Linked DNA regions of Salmo salar: region 2 is linked to region 1. Evidence: chromatin contacts called from public Hi-C data. All regions are on one chromosome and are shown on one strand. Each heading gives the region's core, a stretch centred on a gene start, on an enhancer-like site or on the middle of the called end of the contact. The rest is flanking DNA. Distances are from core to core; before and after follow the strand shown. Region 1 has its middle 21 kb from the start of LOC106565959. Region 2 holds the start of LOC106565918 (ERBB receptor feedback inhibitor 1).

The links. Hi-C and Micro-C count contacts between places; a contact is called where the count stands out from the background.
Region 2: a Hi-C map of muscle shows a contact between it and region 1, with 2.5 times the contacts expected there. The contact joins the promoter of LOC106565918 here to the enhancer-like site in region 1. A contact is called at or near these places in 2 of 3 Hi-C or Micro-C datasets (gill and muscle).

What each region holds. Positions count from the first base shown.
Region 1 is chrssa12:70,332,097-70,334,796 of Ssal_v3.1, forward strand. No RefSeq gene overlaps it. Among protein-coding and RNA genes, the nearest start is that of LOC106565959, 21 kb to the left of the region's middle. Within about 2 kb of position 1,290, at least 3 of the 13 cell types and tissues checked have an H3K27ac peak or open chromatin away from gene starts, as enhancers often do. A contact at or near this core is called in muscle, where this site is marked.
Region 2 is chrssa12:70,370,833-70,373,532 of Ssal_v3.1, forward strand. It overlaps LOC106565918 (ERBB receptor feedback inhibitor 1), which reads left to right and starts at 1,400. Exons shown (of 4, transcript XM_014133616.2): 1 at 1,400-1,644.

The DNA.
Region 1 (2,700 bases), core at 40-2,539:
ATGGTAGTGAAAGGAAGCTCAGTGGCCGGCAGTGGGAGAAGATGGAACGAGATAGATTTTGTCCGACATTCTGAAAATGTTCTCATCGATGAAACATTTGACCTCAATACAGTTCCCAAAACGAAAATCTGTTGCGAACAGAGTGGACAAAGTTTTGTAGACCTTACCCTTTGCCAATTTTCCCAAAAATGGCATTGTTTATAAGGACAACTCAGAATAGCCTATGCTATTCTGTTCTTCTGAAATAGACTACATTTTCGTCATATCATGTTTCTTTAGACCTGTCTAAAATAAATAAGTGATTTATTGTGATGGTGTAGGCTATATTACATGGATTTATTAGACTTTTTAAAATGTAGATGTTCCAAAGGTTTGTTTGTAGGCTATGTGTGGAAGCCAGGAGATGCTAAACCACCACAGCCCTATGTGAGGGCTACATTACTGTGGTCCTTCAATGATGAGCAATGAGACAAATATGAAGATTGACCCGTGTCTGTGTGTGTGTGAGAGTATTAAAATACAAAGAGATGTTATGCTTGTGTGAAAGAGCTTGCTTTTACTTTATGTGGTTGTTGGTGCTTGTAAAGGGAGAAAATGTGCAATATTGTATTTGATTTACAAGCAGGTTTTAGTTTGTGTGTTTTACAGATGTAAATGTGGAGTGTATGGTGAGAATAACATTGATTGTTGACGTGCGTAGTAGGCCTGGGAATTGCCAGGGACTTCACAATACTATATTATCACAATACCTTTGTGCCGATACAATATGTGTTGCGATTTTCACGATTCTCACAATTCTACAAAATCAATACTGTGATTTTATTGCGACTCGATGTTCCAAACATTGCTCACAATATGTCTGCTGCAGAGGGACAAGAGAGAGACATTAGAAAACAAGTTTTAATCAGTCATGGAAATAAAAGTGATGAAAATAAATTGGCTCCCTATTTAAAAAGAAGATGTAAAATAAGCTATAAAGGAAAAATACTGGAGCTTTGGTGCAGGTACAGCTAACTAGCGCAAAAATAATATTGCGATATTGTAAAATCTATACTTCATCCAAAATAATATCCAGATATGTAACTGTATCGATTTTTTTATTTTATTTTCCCATCACTAGTGCGTAGGCAAAGTACTTGACTCTGTATGTAGGTATGGAGTGTATGTTTATATGGTTAACATGTGGGTGTATGTGTGACTGTGTGTTGGAGAGGGGTGTGCAAGAGTCTGTGTGGGAGTGTGTGTGTGTGTGTGGTGGGGGTAAAGTGGATGGTTGACTCCACTGGAATGCGGCGCTGACTCAGTTCGTCTGGCAGCCATAGCCTTGCTCACTCTGTGGACTCATTCACACTCTACACCCACCTTTTGGGGTGGGGGGGGGTTGCCTGTTGCCTCATGTCGGATTTCCGGCAAGTGTCTTGGAATTTCAGGGAACGGAGCTCCAGGAAGCCCAGGGACGCTGCCTTGTTTGGGTTCTAGTCAAGTCTGGCCTCAGTTCTCTGCCGTAAACAAACCAATCCCCTGGTTACTGCTGTATACAGTATAATAACAACACAAACTCACTCCTCACTGTGTGTCTCAAAAGATAGTTAAAGCCTCAGCATAGCCACGTGAAGATGTTTGGAGGTGGGGGTGCTGCGATTTTATTTATCCGGGTGGGCAAATATACATGTTTTGCCCGTGCTACAGACGGCTATATCGGTCCGCTAATACAGGCCCACACATATATTTTTTGGTGTTCAGATTTTTTTATTCTTATCTTTCAGGGGGTGCTGCAGCACCCTCAGTACCCCTACTTCCCGTGGTTATGAGCCTCAGCCAGTCTTAAAGGGCAATTCTGCCACTTTTCAACCTCATATTCATCATCTCCAGCACCAAACCAGTGTCTACATGTGTAAAAACAGCGCGTTTCTATGATCTATGATTAAAAAGATTAGAAGAAAGGTCCTAAAAAATGCTTCACTGTAACATCACAGGGTAGGATTAAAAAAGCTGTGATTTTTTTTACATCTGCAATGAGTTTCTAGCCCAAGGGAGGGTATTTTGTTGCTCCCCACATCACCTCAAATCTCAGTGTTGAAAATCTTTTTTTTTTTTTATGTTTTAACTTTTGATGTCATTGGGTAGAACTTTTTTACTTTATCATTTTTTTCTACAAAACGTAGGAATATGCCATTTTCACATATGTTCACACTGGTATTTTGCTGGAGATGATGAAAATTAAGTTGAAAAGTGGTGGAGTTGCCCTTTAAAGGCATGTATTCTAGGTGCAGGTGGTTGGTAGTGCTATGATATAACTTGCTTTGTTCTATCAAGAAGAAAAACACTCTGTCTTCTCTGTCCCACGCCTGTCCCACCACCCACCATGGACAGACAGAGAGACCTGCTGTGTCTCCCTCTACGGGGCCACTGGCCACCTGCCCACCCTGCCAGGCTGCTGCTGTCCAGACTGAGCAGATCGTCTTTCAGCCAGGGATTAGCTACACCTCTCACTGGACTGTCACAACAAAACATGCTATCACACAGCAGAGGCTAGCTTATAATACACCAAGAGGAGCTTCTGACATCCCAATCATTTGACAGACACTGACCTAGAGTTATGACTCACTTATAAAACTGCATTTACTTATACCAATGCAAATTAAATGTTAAAGCTTTAAAAAGACCCCAATTCAACTATAGAGCACTTTCCTGAAATCG
Region 2 (2,700 bases), core at 150-2,649, 39 kb after region 1:
GCTTCCAGAATGCTTATCTTATCTGTTTCTAACTACAGGAACAATTTCAGAACAATCTGAAATGGTGGGTGTAATGGCTTGCTGAAATCGACATGGAACGACCCTGTGCCTACCTCCTTATCTCCACAGGAGACATCCGTATTACCTAAACCTACGCCTCCTCTCTACTTCTCTCTGTCTCCGCTCAGCTTTCTGTGTGAGCGTTTTACATTCATTTTGTCTTTGTTCCACTGAGTCTAGCTGGAAACGATAAAGCACAGCTACAAACAGAGTGTTGATAGAGTCAATGGTACATCCAGAATAAGACTGACAGAGGTATGTGTATGTGTGTGTTGTATTCTCTGTGCTATGCAGTTGTGTTCAGACAGGTTAAGATTCAGTCTGGGTCCTCAAACAACCTCTGTCTGCCCAGGGACTGCCAGGGATCAGCCAGTGTGGCGTCACACAAAGCCATGAGCACAGAACAGCTCATTAAATCCCTACCTGAGTTGCTAACAAAAATGATCTTTATCTTCATGCTGTAATGCAAAATGCAATTTAGCCACCTTACCGTACAATATGTATTCCCCTCTCTCCAGTCCAACTAATACAAGAGTGTAAGAGTACGGTCTGCAAAGGCCACAATTTGTGCTGTATTTATTTGTATTGATAAGCACTCTAAACACTTACTCCCAGCATAATCTGTAAAACCTAAAATACTGCAACACACAATAAAATGTGCAACACTCAAGGACTGTAGATACAACTGACTTTTGTTATGTCAGACGATAGTGTAGCCCAGGGATTTTCAACTCTTACCCTATGAGGTCTGGAGCCTGCTGGTTTTCTGTTCTACCTGATCATTAATTGCACCCCCCTGGCGTCCCAGGTCTAATTCAGTCCCTGATTAGAGGGGAACAATGACACAATGCACTGGAACTGACTCTGAGGTTCAGAGTTGAGTTTGAAGGCCACTGTAACCTACTGTACTGTAAAGAGGTGGCAGGTAGCCTAGTGGTTAGAGTGTTGGACTAGTTAACCGAAAGGTTGCAAGATCGACTCCCTGAGCTGACAAGGTGAAAATCTGCCCCTGAACAAGGCAGTTAACCCACTGTTCCTAGGCCGTCATTGAAAATAAGAATTTGTTCTTAACTGAATTGCAATCACACAATTTTAACCATTGTGTACCAACTGTTAATTACACAAAATATCTGTAAATGTGTTATTCTTAGTGAATCCTGCAAAACACATATAGCCGCATAAATAATTTTAGGTATGCATATACATTATTCATGTAAAGTGAAAGCATAAAATATTCACCAATAGTCGACTGTGCAGGTGTTGTGTGTGCAGGCCGCTAAATGGAAGCTATGTCTTTAAGAGTTGAGTGAAAGGCGGAGCCAGAGTATATTCTTGTAGCGTGGTGGAGCTTAAAAGAACATCACTCACAACAATAGTATTTATTGAGTAGTCTCTCAGAACAGAAATAATAGTTACTGTACCAAATGCGTTGTCCTTTATTTCTGCTCAGTACAATAGCAGACTGAAGCTTGTAAATTGGGCTATACTAACGTCTACAGCAAAACACGGGAAGTAGAACTGTCGCCAAAAGAGGATTCTTAACGTTTCTAAGTAACAGCTGAGGGAAAACTGTGAGGTTGTCAGGTGAGCTGTTAAAACATCATGGTTTGCAGTGACATGTGTATTTATTTATTTATTTATTTGTGTGTGTGCGTGTGTTGATGACGGCAGCAGTGATTGATGCAATCTCTTATATCTCAGCCGGGACATTGTATCATACATTGCCGTTATAATATCTTTATTATACTGCTATGCCTTTTCATACTAAACAATACACTACTATACAATATGTTAATCTATTCAAGGTTGGAACAACTTGTTCTCCCTGTATAGCTAAAATTAGGCCTGCACTTTTAATTCCAGTATGTGACAGCTATTTGGTTCGTTATAGAGACAAATCACTGTCACATACTAGAATTAAGTGTAGGACCCATGTCATGTAAATGTGAATACAATACCGATATAACTGTATTGATTTGGGGTGAAAAGTTGATAGTTACATATCGGTATATTATTTTTGACGATATATATCGCAATATTATTTTTAACGATATTACTGTTATTTTTGCGCTAGTCAGCTGTACCTGCACCAAAACTGCTGTTTTTTTCTTTAGCCTGTTCTCCATCTTCTTTTAAAATCTGGAGCCAATATGTTTTCAGCATTTATTTCCGTGACGGATCAAAACTCGTTTTCTCATGGCTCTCTCTTGTCCATGTGCAGCAGACATATAGTGAGCAATAGGTTTGGAACATCGAATCGCAATAAAATCACAGTATGGAATAGCATTTATACAGAATCACGAAACCTATAGAATCGCTATACCTATCGTATCGTCAGCTAAGTATCATGATAATATTGTATCGTGAGGTCCCTGACTTACTGACGATGTCAAGAGTCAAGAAGTGATGGATCCTTATTTCATCAGTTACTTGAGATTGGAAAAAACTTATATTATGGAGTGAGCCACTTGTAAACTCGAACAATCAATCCTGTAAAGCAAGGGAGTGTGTGCACTGTTTGCTTGCAGCACAGGTAGAGCGGGTATGGTTGCTCGGGAAACCGCTGCATGGATGTCGTAAGTGGGGTGTGAACCTCTATGTTTTTCTGTGCCTAATGTCGCTGTGTATAGTAAGGTTATG